7 separate regions of the Mus musculus genome follow, and all the other regions are linked to region 7. A link is a contact called in public Hi-C and HiChIP or PLAC-seq data. All regions are on one chromosome and are shown on one strand. The core of a region is the stretch at or near the end of the contact, and the rest is flanking DNA. Distances in the headings are between cores, read along the strand shown.

Region 1 (2,971 bases), core at 34-2,533, 420 kb before region 7:
TGAATATCGTTGTGAATTTAGCAAAACCAGAGGCTGATTCTGTAACGCACTGGCTCAGCTCTGCCAAGCACAGGACTCGATGTCTCCATGCCTAAAACCTTCTTAACTAACTGATAGTTTCATTGATGAGACCTCTTTCATTTAGTATACTTTGCTTCTATACATTCTCAACTAGAAGTTATATTTTTAAAGGGTTACATGTGCCCAAACTTGTTACAGTGTCAGTGTTTTAGATTAAATCATTCAGAAAGAACTTCCTTGTAAGTTAACTTTTATAGTGTTTCATGTCTACCAAATGGTTCAATTTTTTTTTGGGGGGGGGGGTCTTTAAAGAGTTATTAGGTCTGCATGCAGAGTTGACTTATTTCTAGAATATTTATACTTTTCATTTCATGATGACCATCATTTGCTTTCAAAAGAAAATGGATGCTTTTTTCCCTCCTTTGTATTTAGAAGAGGGCATCTCCCCTTTAAGCAGCTTGTCGCTGTGTCCTCTTGTTCTGGTGTCAATGGTAAGGGTCATACCACTGGCATTAGTTGGTAAGACTATTAGGCCTTTTGTGGGGACACTTTACTTATCTACCATTAGTTTACCTTAGCAAGCCATACTTACAGTACTCTCATTTAGCTTCTAGGCATTATGGGAGTCAAATTCATCACCAATAAAACTGGTTCATATACCATTTTTAGTGAAAACAAAATACCTTTCTGTTGTTGTTGTTTTTTTTTTTTTTACTTTACACAGAGTTGCTGTTTAACACAGGCTCCTCTCAACTTTGCTGTCCTCCTGCCTCAGTTCCTGAGTGTCCCAATCCTAGGCTCTGACCCCTAGCTTTAGGACTCCTTGGAGATTCCTTTGCCTTTGTGAAAAGAATCTGAGAGAACAGTAAAGCGAGCAAACCTGGAAAGGAATGCTCCACCTTCACCACCTTCACTCGGGTAAAATGCGTTTTAGTTTAGTGTTTAGGGTGCTGTTCTCACAGTTATGTCTGCCCTGTTAACAAGCTTTCCACAGCTCCCAGAAATACATTGCTAAGAGAAACATCGCCGTAATTGCTTATTGGATGCTTCTGTAGATTCAGTTTCTCTCTAATATGAATACAAATCAGTTAAACAAGTAAAACATTAGGCAGATTTTCCACTTCAGCTGAGTTTCTCCACACAGGAAAGAGAGTTCGATCTTCTACAAACAAAACAAATAACGGAAAAGTTACCACCTTTTGAAAAGTTTATTCTGGGGAAAGCAGTAATGATTCCCAAACTTAAACAGTTCCATCTTGGCTCGTTTGCTATTTTTTTAGAGTGTCATCATACCTGGCCCTTAGTATACCCACAAAATAGATGTGCCAAAAGAGAGAGAGAGGAAGGAGGATTTATTTGTTAAACAAATATGTCATTAGACTTTAAAAGGAAACAGAAAGGCATCTTAAAAGTTTCTGTGTCACCAAGGAAGCCTTTGTAATGAGTGGGTCTCAGGGAGAGTTGGGCGTGGGGTGGGAGGAGCAGCTAGGAGGAGTGGGGGAGGGGAAACTGCAGTCAGGATGTAATATATGAGAGAAGAATAAATAATATCACCCAGGAATTGAATTGGCTGTTTGACAGAATTTGTTTTTCCCTTTCTGGTATAATTTACCTTGTCGTTGGTTGCACCGATCATGTGTGTGTGTGTGTGTGTGTGTGTGTGTGTGTGTGTGTGTTGTGGGTACGGAAGGCATATCGGTGGTCATTTACTGGAAAAACACTTTATTATAGTTTTGCCAAACCTGAAAATATTTTCTTTTTTCTTAGCAGCCATAGCAATCCCAAATGCTACCTCTGTGAAGAGTGTCACCTATGGAACTGGTTTTTAATTACTGGGCCACATTCATGTGAGCCTTTAAGTTATACCCCTCTCAGTAAGATGTCCATAACAATATCATTACTTCCTTGCGTGGATAGTATCCCCAAAGCAATCATCCCCAGGCCTGTCCTCTGAGCGTTGCCCCGAGAGCTTGTCAAATGTCACCTGAGACAAATGTACAGCCCTCTTTCCTCCCATGGCTGTGCACTCTATCTTCAGCACCCTGCATGAGATAAAGCATGGGTGTTTTCTCTCCAGTGTTCTCTAGAGTCATTTCATCATGAAACAGAGTGTGTCTATTCATCTGTTCCGACTGCGTGGCCAACATGACATTCGAGCCGTGGTTCCAGGAACTTGATGGTACCCTCTTAGGGGTCTGAACCTCAGGTTATCTTTTCCTAGTGGTGCATAGGAGTCTCTCACAGATATTAATTTTAGGCTTGATAGTCTTAAATGTCCACTTGAGTAAATGGCTCACGATATTGGAAAACCCCTTCTGTGACACAAAGCCACTTTATCACAAGTGTCTCGGTGGTGGTTTAGCCCTTTGATAGGCTAAGACGGGTCCTGTCTCCTCGCCCTGGTCTCGGACTCTGCCCTCCTGGTTTCGGAGAGCTCACCTGTCACTTTGTGTACATGGGCGTCACTTGAGGAGAGGCAGCCCCAGCTATAGATCAAAGCTGTCTCTGTATCTGTTATTTGTCTCTCAAAGTGGCTTCCCAGTTGGCTTCTCCCTTGTAACTCTATAAAAGTGACACCCTCCTGGCTTGATTTTCCCTCTGTAGTCGGAGCTGAGCTTTGCCTAGCATGCCGTTTTTTGGGGTTTGAAACTCTATTGAGATCCTGGGTGTCTTGCACACACTTGCCTTGTTTGCTTTCCTCCATACACAGGGATCCTTTTCCTTTCCTTCTGAGCCCCCTTTCTGACCTTCCTTAGTTTTGGAGTGGGATCCTGAGCAGGACCTTGTGGATGCTAGCCACGGGTACCACTACTGAGTACACCCTCTCTTCAAGGTCTTTTGAATAGTAACGCACCACTACTTGTGTGATTTTCACAATAGGGTATGGGATGCTTGCTTCTAAGTGTGATATGTGTTGCTTGCTCCGGCCAGAGTATGCCCATTGATAGAG
Region 2 (2,987 bases), core at 121-2,620, 350 kb before region 7:
AATAAAAGCATAGTCAGGCGTATCACAGCAATACCCCAGTCCCTGGTACCAACTTCTGTCTTACTTAAGAGTTTTACTGCTGTGAACAGACACCATGACCAAGGCAACTCTTATAAGGCCAACATTGGGGCTGGCTTACAGGTTCAGTCCATTATCATCAAGGTTGGAGGATGGCAGTATCTAGACAGGCTTGATATGGGAGGAGCTGAGAGTTCTACATCTTCTTCCAAAGGAAGCCAGAAGTAGACTGTCTCCCACATGGCTAGGAGGAGGGTCTCAAAGCCCACCAGACAGTGACACACTTCCTCCAAGGAGGCCATACCTATGCCAACAAGGTCACACCCCCTAATAATAACACTTCTCAGGTGAAGCATGTTGAATTCGCCACAGCATCAAAGCTTAACACTGCTACATATTATGTTACCTATATAGCTTTACAAGCCAGGGCTAGAATATTGTGAGGGACCAAAGAATTTATTCTATATCCATACTGATCGTTACTCCTTTCCTGCCCCCTTAAATCCTGAAAATGTAACTAGAATAATAGGGTTGTTCTTGTGGCTATTGACTCCTTTCAAATATAAACAAACCAGAAAAAAAAGTTCTTCTGCCTCTTCCTCCTTCCCTTGCCCCACCTTGTCATATCGCCATATTGCTTCATTCCCACAGCACCTTAACCATCCATAACTGACCACAGCTACAATCGCTCTAAATTCTGTGCAACAGATTATCTAATGAGAGTTTATCTCCTTATAATCTCTATTTCAAAAAGTCATAGTATCAGGGGACTGGAGAGATGGCTTGGCAGTTAAGAGGCCATATTTCTCTTGCCGGGGCCTTGGGTTCAGTTCCCAGCATCTACATGATTGCTCACAATCATCTGTAACTTCAGTTGTAGGGCCTCCAGGGCTTTCTTCTGACCTCCATAGGCACCAGATATGCATGTGGAGGTCACATAAGTAGCAATATTTGAAAAAAGTATTGAATTATACAACTCAGTTGGTTTTATTAAATAATAGGCTTGCTTTACTTACTGAAATTTTATAATGCAGTTTATAGTAAGTTCCCCTATTCAGTAACATGAACACCTTACATTTACATTCATATATATTTATAGCTTCTTACTGTTTCCAAGACATGGGTATTACCTTCCTTAATTTCTATGAGGTAGTTAGAAAGTCTTCTACTTTAAAGAGAGACTGCTCAGAGCAGTTGAGTAGGTAACTCTCAGGGGATTGCTGAGCCTTGTAATTGGCACAGTGAAGGTTCCAATCAGAGCTCAGTTTTCTCTTCTATACCCCAGCTGTATCTCCTGGTAATGAAGAGTTCAGAACGCACATAAATATTTATAAACATTATGTCATCGTTCTGAACGAGTGGCTCTTACTGTTTTGACTACTTTATGGCGGTGGAGTGGAGCAGCAAGACAGAGGATTGCAAAGGTTCCCGCTACGGCAGTTTTCTATTCCCTCGACTTGGAAAGCTCCCTCTTTTGCTAGCAACAGCATTCTTATGTAACAACAAATAAAGAACATTTTCCTAGCTGTCATCTAATAAAACAGGTCCCGGGATTATTTGTTCTTATCCCATGCTTCCGTCCACCTTGCGACCCTTGTCACAGGTCCCCTTCTTCTGATGCTGGGAGAGCCTGACGCTGTTTCTCATTTGGATGTTTCTCATTTTACACCTATAGAATGCAAATGAAACAGCCATTGGCACGGGTAACTGATTTTCATCTTTCTTGGTGTTTAAAAAACATGGAGGGATTATTTCATGTCTTAAACAAAAATTGCAGTAGAATTAAAAGGGCGATTCCCTAGAGATAGGGATTGAAGTTTGAAAATGAATCACTTCTAACTTTGAGCCAATAAAAAAAATCATGGAGGTGGTTTTTTCTCCTTTCACATTCTTTCTCTCTCTCTCTGTAATGCAACACTAAAACTAGAGAGTCTCATATAAAACAGGCCCAAAGCACGTTTTGTACCTAAGCTAAAAATTACTTTTGTGGCCTTCGACATGCCAAAGGACTTTGCTATTATAAAGCAAGCATAAGGAGAAATCTTTTCAACCTTTCAGAAATTTAAACATAAACTGTTTTTGTGTATGTAAGGACTCGATCCTTTCAGTCTCCTTCGCATACAGTTTCCAAAATCACAGCACAGATTGTCCAAAAGACATTTGTACTAATTGTTCTGTTTATGAAATCTGAGTTTACCATTCCACAAAGTACAAAATATAAAAGAAATATTTTTTTCTTTTATCCAAAGCTAAGAGAATAGCAAGCCATTATATAATGTGGCAGTGGGCAAGGGAGAAACAGTGGTTAATTTAAAAGCATTCATTCAAAGCGCAAACCCTCCATGTGAAAACTAATTTTATCCAGGTCTCTATGTATTTATTTACTGGTATTTTTAGTGATCATCACATCAAAAGTATGTGGAAAGAAGGGAAGTTTTCCAAAAAAGTGTGTGAAGGTATTCTGGTATTATCTAGATCAGTGCTTTTAAAAATAAAGTCCGCAGACCAATGCCAGTCCACAGAATGTTTATGCCAGTATGCAAGATGATAAATATAGACATTGAAAGGAAACATGCAAGCAAGTAGCATGACAACTGGGTGTCTCCAAATATACGATCTTCTATCCAGTGTTGACGTACCTCAGGTCCATGACGGGTGACAACCAGATAACATTCCGCACCGCAGATGCTATCAGAAGCTCAGATCCTACTCAGGGGCTGCAACCTTCTTCTGGAAGAGTCAGAGTGTGAGTGTGGCAGGCTCTGCAGAATGGTCCCAATGACTCAGTTCTGTGAAACCAAAGTGCCGAAGGATACATATGAACAAATGGATATATGGGTATGTTCCCATGAATATTTATAACACCAGTGCTCAATTTCATCCGACTCTTTTTATATGTCACAAAATACGATGGTTGTCTTCATTTTCTCCCTCGATCGTTAAAAAGTTGTGAACATTGTTTGCTCAGA
Region 3 (2,834 bases), core at 18-2,517, 360 kb after region 7:
CATCTCAGCCCTAAGAATCTTGTAGAATAAAGAGGATATTTTCAAAATGAATGGCATTATCCTGATGTCATGGTCTCATAATTGGATTTTTAATATTTGAATAGAGTAAAACATTATTGAGCTTTGTCTTTGTCCTTGTTAAGATTTTATTTCTTATGTGTGTGGGTGTTTTGCCTGTATGAGTGTCTGAGCACCGCCTATGTGGATGCTGGGAATTGAACCTGCGTCCTCTGGCAGAGCAGCCTAGCACAGGCTTAACCCTGTCTCATCTCTGAGTCCACCAAAGGAAGTTTTTAGGAAGAGCTCTTAGGCAATTTTTGAGGTCCCACCTGCCCTCTCCGCCCCCAAGCAGGAATGATAGGCTCTAGCCTTTATATGCACCAGTTTGTTTGCAAAACCACATTGAACTATGCATTGTTTCTTAGCCTATTGAAGATATTGCTCATTGCTGTCACTGGAAACGACCCAGGAGCCCAGAGTGACTGTCAGTTTCCTCGTTTACCTAACAGCATGTGGACATAAATATTTAACCTTAATGTTTAGCAACCTTATCAAAATAAATGTTGATGCAAATCATAATCGGGCTTATTACTCCCCTCTGCCCACCCTTCCCCTTCTGCATTTCTATTTCTTCCTTGAACTGAGTACACCCATCTTGCCAACTATTTTCCTTCTGGAAATTTATTACCCAATTTTTACGTTCCCATAGCTTGACACAGAACGTGAAATGTCCTTTCCTTCCGTATTTGTTACTATTTTGGCAAATGTATTTGGCACAAGAATCTCCTCGGTGAGACTTCCTACAGCAGGTGACCCAGCCACGCCCCCCGCCACTCTCAACTGAAAGGTAAGGTTTTTACTAAGATTACAGTTGGAACACAGTTACGGTTAACCCGGACTGAGCGCCCAGCGAGGGCCACTTAAATCCACGTACCCACGCGACAACTAAGGCAGAGATGTGTACCTAGGAAGTCTGGATGGGGTCGCTGGCTCAGAAACTCCTGAGCGCCTAAAACACTGAAGTGACAGTCAGATACCGTCTCCACGCTGCGAATAAGAACCCGGATCCCACACTGGATGGAGGGGCCGCATAGGTTAGCCTGGGGAAGGCCACCCTGCCGGGTCACACAAGAGGTCGCAGCACTGGGATCCAAAAGCAGAGTAAACTTTTGTGGGTGCAGGAGGCGTGGCGGGGCGGAGCGAAGTGTACGCAGGCGCAGTGTCCACACGCCCGGGGTTGAGCACCACCCAGAAGGTGGAGCATCCGGCTGCGCATGCGCTCTGAGTCACCGGCGCCTCTAGGGGTTGGAGAACTGGCTTCGCGGTGTGTAGCGGGATGGTTCCTAGGTGCCAGGTAAGAGTTGGTTCGCGCGGCTGGGGCGCCCCTTCCTCTCTAACTCCTCCCGGGTTCCGGGTCTTGCGCCTGCTGCTCGCTGAATGTCAAGTTCTGTCCCCGAACTCTGGTGTCCAGGTCATGGCCTTCACGACCGATTACCTAGACGGTTTTTTTCCCTACCATTCCGGATGATTTATTTTGACACTTTTTAAAATTAAAACGCTCCTAGTTAGGAATTATTGTGAGGAAATGCGCATCACCCAATGATTGACAGGCTCAGGATAGTTTGCAGCAGCCGTGATTATTGTGGAGAGACCGAGTTGTACTGAGTGACAGGTGAGACCTTGTGCACAGTCAGGTCCCTTAGTTCCCAGGCTGATTACACGGGTTTGGCCTAGAAACTACCAGTTGATCCTGTAATTCAAGCCCATTTGCTTTGCTGCATGTCAAATGTTCTGTGTTTTGTAACTCAATCGTAATGTAGGACGGAATCAAAGGTCATTTGACCACTGTGAAATGAAAGCTAGGCCTTTGCTGACTGGGTTATTTAATTTACTTGTGTAATCCACCCCCTGACTCAGACCTCTGTCTCTGCTTCGCGGCTGATGGAAGAATCGATTCCGTGTCAAGTCAGACTTAGCATGTTTTCTAAGGAAATTTAGTAGGATTTTAATGCTGCCACACAAGCTTGAGATTGTGAGAGGTCTGAACAGTAGGCAGAAATCAGAAGTGATTTTAAAGCGTTTGTCTCAAATATGAATCTATAGATATATGGAAGTGTTTTGTTTGTTTGTTTATGTTTTTCGAGACAGGGTTTCTCTGTGTAGTCCTGGCTCTCCAGAACTACACTCTGGTAGACCAGGCTTGTCTTGAACTCACATAGATCTGACTGCTTCTGCCTCCCCAGTTCTGGGTTTAAAGACATGTGTCACCACCACCAGGCCAATACTGAAGTTTTGTGAGCCATTGCATTTGGGGAGCGAGGAGCCTTCTTGGTGCGGGTTATTTAGACTATCCTCTCTCCTTTCAGATTGACGTGTTGTATTTTGCAAAAAGTGCTGAAATAGCCGGAGTTCGCTCGGAGACCATTTCTGTGCCACAGGAAATCAAAGCGTCAGAGCTGTGGAAGGAGCTAGAGAGTCTCCATCCTGGGTAGCTAACGTTATAGAGTGCATATGATGAACATGTAAAGGTTTCTAAAATGTGTAAATTACGTGTGAGTGTGCGTATGTGTGTTCTCACACAAGAGTACTAGTTCTTTTAAAATTCTTGAAAATTTAAAACTCTGGTATTTAGAAACATCCAAGTACCACAAGGAACACCATAGATAATTTACTAGAAAAGCAGTCAAGTGGATGCCCCCTAGATATGTTTATGTAATTTACAATCATTTTTCTAATTTCTAAGACAGAAAAATGCAAGTTCTGCCTTTTATAGCCTAAGATGAAAAATTGAAAGATGCTGTTAAAAAGATACATTATAAACCTTTCTGTCCTTT
Region 4 (2,700 bases), core at 180-2,679, 480 kb before region 7:
TAGTGAGGACAAGGCTTAATGAAGGATTTCGAGCGTCGCCTGCCCCTTGCTGTCTTCCTCACTCCTGACAGGCTACTTTTGAGGCCCTAGGATGTTCAGTTGAGGGAGTGAGGACTGGGGTCTGCCGCGGGGGGTGGGGGGTGCTCCTCAGGCTCACGAGAGTCAAACAGGAGGATGTCCAAGTTAGGCACACTCCATACATAGCCTCTGGAGTATTCCTAAAGACTGCATTCCAAACACAGGCAGGAAAGTAGTTCAGCAAAGAGCAGAAGAGCACAGAAAACTTTATACAACTTGTAATTTTTGTCAAGTGTACACTATGCGTATTTGTGTTACTTTCACTCTGACATACATTGATAGCGTTCTTGTCAAAACGTTTCTCTCTCTTTCGCCATTAGGTACTAAAATATACTCTTCTCTGAGGAAGAAACTTAGAGAAACAAAATCTTGTGACTTTTCGTTTGAGAAAACGAATTGTAAATTCTGCTGCAGACAGGTCGTTCTGCTCAATTTCACCGGGCCGTGTGTGCAGCACGGTTAAATTATCTTCCCTCAAAAACTGTAAATGCATGTGTGAAATGTGCTCCTCTGAGAGGGCATGGAATGATGGTGATGGGAGAGGTGTGGGCCACCTGCAGAGGTTGGTGGCCTCCCAGCAGCCCAGAAATTGGCCTTTCAGGGCCTGTGATTGACAGCCTGCTTGTTTCAGCCTTTGAAGGCCCAAGAGGTGGCTGGGATTATTTTAGAGTGTATGTGGCACCGGGTCTTTCGGATTTAAATAGAATCTCCCCCAGCATTAAAGGTGGATTACTCCCTATTACTTTTATTGCTTTTCAAGTGTTTTCTTGGAACCCTGTAATCGTCCTCCTAAAAACTGGATTTCCTGGAGTGTACTTTCTTTTAGGGAAATTTCAAGAATGGGTCATAGAATTTTTTTAAAGTCTGAAGTTTTAACAGCCGACGGGACCTGATTAAAGCAAATTACTTTGTTAAAAACCCGAAACACACAGTGTGTGAGAGAGAGAGAGAGAGAGAGAGAGAGAGGGGGAGAGAGAGCTCATCCTATCTCTATATCCCTGCTAATAAATCAGACCTGTGTGTGTTTAACAAAAACGAGGCCGTGCTTTTTATCTCCTTCATTCTCGGTTTCTTTTGATCATTGATCTGGCTGACCCCACGCTCGGGTTTTTTTTTTTTTTTTTTTTTTTTTTTTTTCTTCTTCTTCTTTATTTGACATGGACAGAGTTTTGAAGTATAGCTCTCCTTTGGGAACCCCGGGCAGTTCCACTTGACTACCCTGTGACCTAATGAGCAGTAATGCGGCGCTACAGTGGCCATTTTGTGTGCTTTGACGAGGGGTGGCTAGACAGAGTGCGGCAGAAAGGCATGTCTGGGGAGAAAGGGGAGGCAGGCTGATGGAACAGTGTGAAAAAGACTTGTTAGCCCACATTAGTGTGCCTGATTTACTTCACAACAGGTCAAGAAAGGCCAGCAGCAGGGTTGTCCTGAAATTGCAAAGTTGAAATCCCCGGTATTAGAAAGCTTTCAGATCTCTGAAGTTCCAAATTAATTCCATTAATTCCCAAGTTGGTTTTCAGTCACCTCTGAATCACAGCAAAGAGGACTGTCACTTGCTCCTATCTCGCATCTGTTTATAAAATAATTACGGGACCTTCCAGTCGTTTACTGCTGCAAGTTTTAAAGCATCCTGCCATGCCTGGCCTGTCTTGAAGCGAGCTTGGATGTGAAAGAAACCAAACCACACATGGTTGCTGCACTCTCTGCTCAACATTAATGAGGAGCCCGCCATTCCTATTTGGAAATGGTCTAAAAATATATCTAGGGGCTTCTAGCTCCACGACCAGAGGCAGCTCCTAACTGCTCCCATCTGCACAGAAGGGTGTGTGTGTGGCTTGTTTGACTTCCTTTTAGAATATAATTAATAAAAATCTAATTGGGAAGTAAAATTCCCCTCCCTCCAGTTCCACCCGAAGTGTTTTCTATCTTGTAGTTGTTTACTCCTTTTAGGTTAAAGACAATAGATTAGTTAAGAGATACTCATCTCATTTCTACAATTATGGCCCTGACAGTGACCTTACATCTAAGCCTAGTCTCTCTTCATATCCAGAGGGGCCTTGGAATTTCTTTATACTATGAAAGAGAAATCCTTACAGTTGCTGATAATGCTATTATTAACTCAGTGTGAATTATATGTGAATTACTAGACAATAAAATCCCTCTCCCACTGGGATTAAAGAGTATCTGGCAGTATAGGCTTTTGTTTGAATTCAATATGTAATATATATATATATATATATATATATATATATATATATACATATATATATACACACACACACATTTATGTGTAAGAGATGTAAGACATTGTGTGTGTGAAATATAGATGCTAAGAGAAATAGTATGTCACTGACCGGTATGGTCATTATATCAAGCTCTGTGGTTAATGCTTGTGTGAGGGCTGTAATGTATAGAAGAGAAAATATTTCCTTTGTGCCATGAGGGTGCCCTTCCAGCCTTGATTTGGAGGTTTTGGCTATCTTAGAGAGAATGCTGTTGAGTGGATAAACATATGCCAGGTAGGTCCCAATCCACAGAAAACTTATCTATTGAAGCTTTCCCTGTTTGTCCCTATGCCTCCTTATCTATAAGTTTTGAAAAAAAGAGGCCTCCTCAAAGATA
Region 5 (2,709 bases), core at 165-2,664, 450 kb before region 7:
TCGTCACCTCAGTACAGGAGAAACCATTCAGGCTTTGGATTCATGCAGACATGGACTTGTTCGTATCACAGGCAGCTTTTGAAGTCAGGTCAACACTTACACTAAAAGCACGCTTACGCCTATCAAAAGGCGGAGGTGTAGCCTGTGAGCCTTGCTGTGATGCTGGAAGTCATGCAGGCAGAGCATCCAGCAGAGCAAGCGTCTCACTAATGCTGGCTCCTAAAACTCTGACTCATATTCCTTGTTCGTCTTACCCAGAGCTGTCCAAATATTATGCAGGCACCCAAACGGGAGCCATACTGTTCATCATTATTCTAATAATCACATGAAAATAAGAAGCAGAAGTGAAACTCGTTTAGTTATTTATTATTTAAATAACTCGTTAATTGTACTTTAACTTGGCATTATAAATCCTGTAACACTGACATTAACATAGTTAGAAACTGCTGTCTTTGCTCTTTCTCTCTGTTTAAGGCTCCGAGACGCTCTCTGATGCTTTTTTAAGTGCTCAAAAGTTGGATCTGACTAGTAGCTGGAGGGTGACCAGCATGGCTTTAGGCCATACGTGAAAGATACCAGGTGAACATATACTCTTGTGGCAAAAAAGCCACAACCGAACATAATAGAAATAGCTCCCTTTATGATAAACCAATGGTGATTGTCTTCAGTTTTCTTCTTGTTTATAGCAATAGGGGAATACTGCCCACATCGGCCCCAGTAAATCGGCCAGACTAGTATATGATCGTCACATAGTATGTCTGCATTTGTGAGTCAGAATGCTACCTCTGAATTTCTTCTGACAGAGCTCGAGAAAAAGAAATGTATTATACAAGCCTGACTCATTCCGCAGAGTGGGCAAGATAAATGGTGGGAAAACCCAAACCAGCTTCTCTGTGACCCTCCGAGATTCCGCTGGTGCCCTAAGAAAAATGTTAAAAATGGTGCGGTCAGAACAGGAATGTCCCAGCCCAGAGGAGCGCAGTGGAGGGAGAAATGCTAATTTAAAAAGAAGCTTGTTAGCATCATAGCCACCTCTAATGGCCATATAAATATTAATAAAGCTTTAAACACCTCCCAGATTAGCTTTATTTTTAAATCAAAAGTGCAAGACAGGGAAGTGGTAATTTGTGTTAGTCCAGCAGATATGAAATTAATTGAGATAAAAACAAGAAGTAGCAGGCAAGCCCTTTGGGTGAAGAAAATAATGAGTTGTTCTAACTCGTTTCGACAGTCGCAAGAGAAACATCGGGAGACGTGAGTTCACGGTACTGAGTTTGGAGTCTGTCATTACACATCAGCGCCCCTCCACACCAGAAACGGGAGAAAAAGCAGTTCTGTCCAGGATTGGCTCCTCTCTGGTCCGATTGTACCCAGTGAGAAAGCTGCATCCCTTCCCAGTCGGTGACCTCTCAGCCTCCTGGGGCAGGGCTGCTGCTTGATGCTCCAGAGGGAGGGTCTAGTGAACACAGGGACCTCATTGTGTTCTCCAGGTCTGCTGTGCATTTCCCAACAGTTTGGCAACGCTGTGGAACCCAACTACAAAATCCTCCTATTTCCTAGGGAATGTCTGTCAAGCCACAGAAACGCCAACCTCTCCCTGCCCCTGGAAGATGTTGCCAGTTGCACTCACTGACACACTGCACCCCAGGAACCCCCGACAAGGAACCATGTTTATTATCAGCAGTTTAGTTTTTAGCTTAGTGTATTATTTTTTTTTATATTATTATTACTCCTAGCATCTAAGACTTTGTGTATGGGGAATTTCCTTTTGCAGTTATGCAGAATGCTTCGACTGGTACCTAGGAGCACGAAGGAGAGAGGGCTGCCCAACTAGACATCTACCAGGCAAGGCGAGGTACTTGAGAGAAACTAGCTCAGGGAGCTGATTCCCGAGGTGCTGGGCCTCACCATCTCCAGCCTCTGCTCCTCTGGCCTCCGTGTTCCCTTCCAGCTGTTTCTGTTCATATCCCGGGGAAGGAATGTGTCCTTTCCCATTCTCATTTCTGAAGCCAGCTCCTTTCCTCTGTTAACTCCCCTTATTTTGTATTCATTTTCTTGTTCAATTTTTTTTCCTGATCTAGAACCTGACTGAAGGTACCAGTTGTAAAACCTGATAGTCACTCTCATCCAAGTCCCAAATGCTGTGGTTTTAGCCTTTATTTGTTTGATGAAATAGCTTGAAAAGTAACGTTACTTTTTTTGTTATTTGGGTTGAAGTAAGGACAAGCCCTAAATTGCCATAACCCCAAGTAAATTGCTCTAAATTCTGTACCATACACACTGTGGGGAGACTTGTGACTCAATACAAGGAGCCAAATAACTGGCATAGATCCTTTAAGAAAGGACACAGTGAGGCAGTTTATTTCCAGTATTTTATGAGATGGATTATATTCACATGACGTCCATTTTTTAATAGCTCTGCTGTTCCATTCTTGTCATAAAAGCAACCATTACCAAAACTTGTCTGCTTTTCTAGACCATCCTAATCCTTTCTTGCATTCTACAGACAGATAGATTACAGTATACTCACTTTAAACCACTGCCCAGCCCTCTGCCGACCGTGTTGCCACGTTTCAATAGTTGCTGGCCTTACTGGGCTTTGGTTTTAAGGGCAAATGGTGCATAGGTTTCTAGGAACTCCAGAGAAGATGTCTGTCTCCATGGGGTCTGCTCCAGGAGACTCATGCAGGGCAGACTGAGATCCATAGG
Region 6 (2,787 bases), core at 134-2,633, 280 kb after region 7:
AATTCAATTAACTTAAAACTTTTTTATTTGTATAATCTTGTGTGTGTGTTCTTTTATTTTCCTTAGAAAATAACAAACTAAACAGTTCTCCTTCTTCCCTCCTTTTTCCTTCACTTGAAATCTATGATACAGAGTTTTCTTAAGTAATAAATATGTTATTTTATTTCAAAATTGTTTCTCAGTGCATGGACTGTCTCTGCAAATGTCTTTTACATGGAGATGCTTCCTGTTGTATAAACTCTAAATGTGTACTCATGAATCAAAATTATGTTACAATGTGAAGTATTATTATGCTTTCTAAAAGTTTATTTTAAACATAACCTGGATATTAATAAGTTCAAAATGTATATAGTCATTTAAAGTAGCCCCCAACATAGATTTAAAATCAAGTTTAAAACTCAAAAGCAGAGTAAAACCTTAGACTATGAATTTAAGCCATATAGTATATACCTTACGTCCTGATCTTGAGCCCTCAGGTCCTTGCACATCACTAAATATGGATTTCATGAGTTTCCTTTTCTAATTCCAGTGCCTCTAATAGTTTTGAAAAGAATCTCTTAACAAGTTCTATTACTCTCCAATAGAAGTCCTTCCCCACACATTCCTTTAAACATGTTACCTTAGCGGTCCAAAGTTCTTATGGATTTCCATTGCTCTACAGTCTGTTCTTTGTTAAAAGATCTCAAAATTTTAAAATAGTGAGTCAGTTTAGACTACGCCTTCACCTTTGTTCTCGAAACATTTTAAATATTGACAGAGTATAATGGGAAACACTTTTGTTCACTATAAACATCCTTTCGTTCATATGGCTAGAATTCATAGTGTGTGTCATTTATGAATGAGCAGGAGAAAAGAAAAGGCAGTATTAATTAAGTACAGATAAAAATGCCAATGGAAGCTAGCATGCTATAGGGTATTTGGAGGCAGCTCGTATTTAAATTTTGCCTGAGGTTGATGAGTGGGCTGATCTGTTATGGGGACACGTTGTGTAAGGGAAGTTGAAAGGATGTTAGAAAATAGTTTAGGAATAGGGGAGCCAAATGACAAATAGAAATTGTTCCTCTATTAAGCTTTGTCATGCTCAAAGGGCAACATTTTAAAACATGTTCGTTTTATTACATCCGCTAAACTAGAATAGCTTACTTTGCCGCTCACTCCACCACTGCAGTACCGTAGTTGAGTCTTTCCTCATCTTATGTTCAGGGAAATTCCAGTCAAATTAGGAGAACTGAGATCCTATCTTCTATAATCACTGTTCTTGGAGGGAATAAAAAGAGAAGAAGATTTATTGATGACCATAATTTCCTCTACGTAATCGCTGAGAAAATGTCTCATTTCCAGGAACACTGACACAAAGAGAGAGAGCTCATACATTGCGGATGAGTCAGGGTTGGGCGAGGAAGCCTACAAAGACCTTTTCCTGTAGTGAGTCATGTGGCCATGGCATGTTCGGTGGCAGGTCTTCTAATTGCTTTTCGTAATCAGCAGTTCCAGTGGGCAGCTCACACTTTGCAGACATGAGACACAGAAAAATGTTTGTGCTGTTACATAACAGTTAGAATTTGCTTCCCCTCTTCTCAAACCTCAGGGCCTTCCTGTCGTCTCTGTATTAGAAATGAACTTTTAAAACAACCACTACTTCTGTTGCATTTTGTTCTCTGCTTCTAATTATAAACCTGTGTAACTGTTTCGTTGTAGTTTATCTCAAACAATAAGTTTAGAATGCTCTGAAGTTCTTAAGTACTTTGTAAATAGGACCCACCTACTTCCATGTACTAGGAATGGTTCTCTAGAGGAATAAAATCAATAGCATGGACATTCACTATAAAAGGACCCATATTGGACTGGCCTACACAGTAGGGCTAGGGATTTCAGCAATGACCATCTGCATCTTGGAGAGGCAGAGAATTCAGTAGCTGCTTCGTCCATGAGACTGGATTTTTAAAAAACTCTCCTTTCCCTCAAAAGTCCCTCAAAGTCCAAGGAACCTCACCAGGTGCTTGTTCACTTCAGGGAACTCATCTTTCCTCGTCTGCATCACCCTGACCTAATTTCTCAGCAGTTTTTATTGAATACGGATCTTAAAGAGGGAAAGGGCCAATCCTGGGCCATGTCTAGAAAGCAAGCCTTCAACTCCCCACAGGTAAAATGTTTCCAATGGAGCAGAGAGCTAGATTGCTGACTTTAGAAGGAGGAGGTGCAGAGCCACCCGTACCTGTTTCAGAATTTTTTGTTTTTCACAACCTCAATGAGAACTGATAGCTCTCTGGGCCAGCTGGCGTATGGTACAGAGACATACTCACATGAGAAGTGTGCTTCTTCCAAAATCCAAGTAGTCCCATTGAATGTGGCAGTGGTTGGTGGTTCTGACAAGGGGCCAAGTTCAATGAGTCATTTCGCATACGCCACACCAATGGAACTCTTGTACATTTTATTATGAGTTATCATTCTCCACTCCTAGAATTTTTACTGATGTGTAGAGCTGTTGAATTTTTGGGTTAGATTTATTTCCCATGCTCTGATGTGCAAATGCTTAACCAGCAAGGCCAGAGTGAAAGCTTCCTACTGTTCAGTGGGTCCATTCATTGGAATGTCATCTATGTAGTGGATGCCTTGTAGACGAGATAGACAATCACAATCCCTGAAAATGAAGTTATGGCACAGGGGTGTATAATTCATCAGCCCTGAGGTAGAATAATAAAAGGTATATTGCTGGCCTTAATAGCTTAAAGAAATTATTTCTGGTAGGCCTTGTGGACAGGTATGAAGAAAAGATTGTTTGCTGAA
Region 7 (2,867 bases), core at 150-2,649:
CACATACCTACCTTATGTCTCCCAAGAACCTCTTTACAAATAGTTTCTTTCTCTGTCCCTATTTAATGTGTTCGGACTTTGGGCAAGCAGACGTCTCATGAATCACCAAAGTGACTCGAGAGTAATTGTCGTGAAGCTGCGGGGTTACCACTATTTTTAAAAAAGAAATCCAGCCTGGAGACTAATTGTAATAAAATCAATTCATTTTTAATTTTAGAAGATAAACTTCAGAAATTTGCTCTTTAATCCAGGTCGGAGTCTAAATAGCTTGTGGGCTGCTTGGTTCACAGAAGTTAACAGGAATGAGGCAAAGTGGAGAAAACTGTAAAGTACTTAAAACACTTCGGGCTAATAATTTGGTTTGTCTTTCTTCTTTTTCGCGGGGCTTGGGGGAAAGAGGCAGAAGGAGCATCCGCTAAGCGTAAAACTACCTCCCTCTAAAAATTTCAGTACCCACATTTCCAAGTTTGGGCAAAGTTTCTGAAACCACGTCCCCCGGCCACCCAAGAAAATTCGGTATCTCCCATCCCCCACCCCGTCATTTTTTTTTTAAAGAGTCTCCAAAAGATATGGAAGGAAGATGGATAGATTGCTAGTAGGTCGACTGTAATCTCCAGGCTACGGATGCTCGCCCTTCTCCCGAGCCAGCCAGGGGAGATAACATCTAAAGTCATTAGGACCAGAACTTGGAGCATCTACCCCTAACTACTGAGGCTCCAGCTCCTCCACTCAAGCCCTTTCCTTTTTGAGGGTAACCTGGCTCTAAACTCCGCTCTCTATCCTAAAGTGTCACTGCCTTCAGTCTTTCCCTCCCGTTCCGTTCTACAGGAGTAGCCGGGTGGTTCCAACATCTTCCGAGAGCAGCGTAGGTCAGAACAGACCAAGTGGAGACAGCAGAAAAGTAGAACCCCTGCCCCAGCCGAGCCTCTGGGCGCATCCCTTCCACTCACCCTGGGCGCTGCGGTCCTCCATGAACTGGCAGAGTAGCAGCAGCAGGAGGCAGAGCCCGCCGGGCTGGTGCCTGGCGCAGACCATCCTGGGGCAGGCGCGGGGCGAGGAGCGCGGCGGCGGGTGGCTCGGGCGAGCGGCGCGCGTCGCAGAGGCGAGCGGCGGAGGGCGCAGCGATCCCGGCGCAGCCCCGCGCTCGCCACCGGCCGCCCGCGCGATTCAATGGACGTCAGAAGCCGGGCGCAGCCGCGCTTTAAATCTAGACGGGGGTCTCCGAGGTTTGCGGTGGGCGGTCTCCCAGTGTGTGGGGCTGTGGGAGGGCGGCCGCGACCGAGGGTGTGCCGGCTCTTTGGGGGTGGGGAGCTTTTAAAAGTTCAGTGTGAATCAGGTGACATTTCCCACCTTCTGGAAACCCTTCCCAATTATCTGTCGGAGGTGCCCGAAATCAAAGCGGCAGGAGGGGAATCGCCGAGTTCTTATTTGCGTAGGAGCGGGAGGGGAGGGGGGAAGGAGGCAGGGGCGGGGGCTGGGGGCGACGCGTCGGGGGTGGGGAGGAACATCCACTTCAGTCCTGCACGCCGCCGCTCGGAGCCGGCGCGCCCGGGGTGGCGTGCGAGTGTGTGTGTGCGCGCGTGTGTGCGTGTGCGCGTGTGAGTGAGGGCGCTGGAGGAGGCGGCCGGCGGAGCGCGGGGACCCCGGAGGACCCCGGGAATGGGTCCCCAGCACCTCTGCTCCAGGGCTCCGGGATGAGACTTCTGCAACCCGCCGCAGGATCCCTGAGCTGCTTCAATGCCCGGGGGAGCAGTTTCAGGAGCCTCCCTGCAGAGCCTTGGCGCGGGGTCCCGGAGACGTTTTGTGTCCCGAGGTCTCTTACGTGTCTTACTTTGCGGCCACCCTGCCAGCTCCCCCGCCTCCCACTCCCTCCCGCGCCCCCTCCCCCCCCAGCCTGGAGTAGGTTGCTAAGAACCCCGACCCCCGGGCACCTTCCACCCGGGCCGAGCGCTGCGGAGACGCGGCCCTCGGGCTCCACAAGTCAGAAGCAAACAAAAATGTTTAACACCTCGGAGCCGGCCGCCCCCGGCAGTCTCGCCCTCTCCCTTTCTTTTCTCCCCTTTCACTTCGTCGCGTCTGGAGTCGCAGCCCCGAGCGGGGGCGCCGACGTAGGCGGTCTGCCCCCCTCCTCCCCCGCTCCGAGACGCCCCAGTTTCTGTCCCGACTCCTCTCTCTCTCTCTCTCTCTCTCTCTTATTTAAAAAAAAGATTGCACCATGATAATGAACTTCTGCAGCCTCAGTTTATTGAGTGCAATGCCTGGCATTCTTCGCCGAAAGTTGGCGGGTCTTCTCATTTATAACATTTTCTGGCACGGCTGAATGAAACTGAGGAGGCGATATTTCCTTTTATATAAAACGATTACTTCACGGAAAAGGCTATATTGTTTATTTCAAAGCTGCCTTTTAAATTTCTATTCTTTTCGCTTCTGAAGCCCGAACGACAACAAACAGCGAACAAAACAGACAAAATTCTTGGACATTCCCAGGTCATTGGGATTTGCTCTTACGGATTTCAAATTCGCCCTTCTTCTCTAGCCCCAGCCCTAGCGCCCCCCCCCCCCGGTCCTCCTCTCATCCTCCCACCCCCATCTTCCATCACCCTCCTCCTACCCCCTCCACAACTGCAAATAACTCAGTGATAACAGATTTTTTTCCACCAACTGCAGGAGATAGTGCTAATCTTTTAATAAAAGGTCCCATTACAATGGGATCTGTCTGGACAGACTATAATAGATCCCGAAATACAGCCGTGCTAATATTAGAAGACAGTTGTTTGGGTGCCTCTCAGACGGGCCCAAGCCCCCCTTTGAAAGTGGGCATGAATCACAAAGCCCCGCGGCCGCCGCACCTGCACCGCGCGCATTCG

Evidence for each region. Hi-C and Micro-C count contacts between places; a contact is called where the count stands out from the background. HiChIP or PLAC-seq counts read pairs in DNA pulled down with a chosen protein or histone mark.
Region 1: a contact with region 7 is called in a Hi-C map of liver, with 2.6 times the contacts expected there. The contact joins the enhancer-like site here to the promoter of Fst in region 7. A contact is called at or near these places in 4 of 39 promoter capture datasets (the 3T3-L1 cell line, cranial neural crest, embryonic stem cells and 1 more), 2 of 484 Hi-C or Micro-C datasets (embryonic stem cells and liver), 10 of 115 datasets of contacts at active chromatin or transcription factors (bone marrow-derived macrophages, craniofacial prominence, embryonic forebrain and 5 more) and 3 of 9 other capture datasets (adipose tissue, embryonic stem cells and liver).
Region 2: an H3K4me3 HiChIP or PLAC-seq map of forebrain shows a contact between it and region 7, with 2.9 times the contacts expected there. The contact joins the enhancer-like site here to the promoter of Fst in region 7. A contact is called at or near these places in 12 of 39 promoter capture datasets (the 3T3-L1 cell line, 3T3-L1-derived adipocytes, the SN4741 cell line and 6 more), 7 of 484 Hi-C or Micro-C datasets (the C2C12 cell line, the STO cell line, cortical neurons and 3 more), 13 of 115 datasets of contacts at active chromatin or transcription factors (craniofacial prominence, embryonic basal ganglia, embryonic forebrain and 6 more) and 2 of 9 other capture datasets (adipose tissue and liver).
Region 3: a FOXA1 HiChIP or PLAC-seq map of pancreatic cancer cells shows a contact between it and region 7. The contact joins the promoter of Mocs2 here to the promoter of Fst in region 7. A contact is called at or near these places in 5 of 39 promoter capture datasets (hippocampal neurons, liver, second pharyngeal arch cranial neural crest and 1 more), 4 of 484 Hi-C or Micro-C datasets (embryonic stem cells and liver), 12 of 115 datasets of contacts at active chromatin or transcription factors (astrocytes, craniofacial prominence, embryonic basal ganglia and 8 more) and 1 of 9 other capture datasets (adipose tissue).
Region 4: a contact with region 7 is called in an H3K4me3 HiChIP or PLAC-seq map of neural tube, with 4 times the contacts expected there. The contact joins the enhancer-like site here to the promoter of Fst in region 7. A contact is called at or near these places in 12 of 39 promoter capture datasets (the 3T3-L1 cell line, 3T3-L1-derived adipocytes, cranial neural crest and 7 more), 2 of 484 Hi-C or Micro-C datasets (both in nephron progenitors), 10 of 115 datasets of contacts at active chromatin or transcription factors (embryonic basal ganglia, embryonic forebrain, embryonic hindbrain and 6 more) and 3 of 9 other capture datasets (adipose tissue, embryonic stem cells and liver).
Region 5: a contact with region 7 is called in an H3K4me3 HiChIP or PLAC-seq map of embryonic limb bud, with 4 times the contacts expected there. The contact joins the enhancer-like site here to the promoter of Fst in region 7. A contact is called at or near these places in 10 of 39 promoter capture datasets (the 3T3-L1 cell line, cranial neural crest, frontonasal cranial neural crest and 5 more), 2 of 484 Hi-C or Micro-C datasets (the MC3T3-E1 cell line and ventricular fibroblasts), 14 of 115 datasets of contacts at active chromatin or transcription factors (bone marrow-derived macrophages, craniofacial prominence, embryonic basal ganglia and 9 more) and 4 of 9 other capture datasets (adipose tissue, embryonic stem cells, liver and 1 more).
Region 6: a Hi-C map of reprogramming fibroblasts shows a contact between it and region 7, with 2.6 times the contacts expected there. The contact joins the enhancer-like site here to the promoter of Fst in region 7. A contact is called at or near these places in 1 of 39 promoter capture datasets (the 3T3-L1 cell line), 2 of 484 Hi-C or Micro-C datasets (embryonic fibroblasts and reprogramming fibroblasts), 5 of 115 datasets of contacts at active chromatin or transcription factors (embryonic limb bud, fibro-adipogenic progenitors, forebrain and 2 more) and 3 of 9 other capture datasets (adipose tissue, liver and pancreatic islet).

What each region holds. Positions count from the first base shown.
Region 1 is chr13:114,033,103-114,036,073 of GRCm38.p6, forward strand. The region is part of intron 4 of Arl15 (ADP-ribosylation factor-like 15); the gene reads left to right. Among named protein-coding and RNA genes, the nearest start is that of A430090L17Rik, 120 kb to the right of the region's middle. Within about 2 kb of position 1,284, at least 3 of the 459 cell types and tissues checked have an H3K27ac peak or open chromatin away from gene starts, as enhancers often do. A contact at or near this core is called in liver, where this site is marked.
Region 2 is chr13:114,104,976-114,107,962 of GRCm38.p6, forward strand. All of the region lies in intron 4 of Arl15 (ADP-ribosylation factor-like 15), which reads left to right. Among named protein-coding and RNA genes, the nearest start is that of A430090L17Rik, 45 kb to the right of the region's middle. Within about 2 kb of position 1,371, at least 10 of the 459 cell types and tissues checked have an H3K27ac peak or open chromatin away from gene starts, as enhancers often do. A contact at or near this core is called in cortical neurons and forebrain, where this site is marked.
Region 3 is chr13:114,816,970-114,819,803 of GRCm38.p6, forward strand. Mocs2 (molybdenum cofactor synthesis 2) reads left to right here and starts at 1,268. Exons shown (of 6, transcript NM_001113374.1): 1 at 1,268-1,354. It overlaps Gm34790 (a long non-coding RNA gene), which reads right to left and starts at 1,255. Exons shown (of 3, transcript XR_382937.4): 1 at 965-1,255.
Region 4 is chr13:113,980,267-113,982,966 of GRCm38.p6, forward strand. The region is part of intron 4 of Arl15 (ADP-ribosylation factor-like 15); the gene reads left to right. Among named protein-coding and RNA genes, the nearest start is that of A430090L17Rik, 170 kb to the right of the region's middle. Within about 2 kb of position 1,430, at least 22 of the 459 cell types and tissues checked have an H3K27ac peak or open chromatin away from gene starts, as enhancers often do. A contact at or near this core is called in nephron progenitors and neural tube, where this site is marked.
Region 5 is chr13:114,009,822-114,012,530 of GRCm38.p6, forward strand. The region is part of intron 4 of Arl15 (ADP-ribosylation factor-like 15); the gene reads left to right. Among named protein-coding and RNA genes, the nearest start is that of A430090L17Rik, 140 kb to the right of the region's middle. Within about 2 kb of position 1,415, at least 47 of the 459 cell types and tissues checked have an H3K27ac peak or open chromatin away from gene starts, as enhancers often do. A contact at or near this core is called in craniofacial prominence and embryonic limb bud, where this site is marked.
Region 6 is chr13:114,733,863-114,736,649 of GRCm38.p6, forward strand. No RefSeq gene overlaps it. Among named protein-coding and RNA genes, the nearest start is that of Gm34790, 83 kb to the right of the region's middle. Within about 2 kb of position 1,384, at least 60 of the 459 cell types and tissues checked have an H3K27ac peak or open chromatin away from gene starts, as enhancers often do. A contact at or near this core is called in embryonic fibroblasts and reprogramming fibroblasts, where this site is marked.
Region 7 is chr13:114,457,552-114,460,418 of GRCm38.p6, forward strand. Fst (follistatin) reads right to left here and starts at 1,400. Exons shown (of 6, transcript NM_001301373.1): 1 at 951-1,400. The coding sequence starts at 1,035. All of the region lies in intron 1 of Gm41074 (a long non-coding RNA gene), which reads left to right.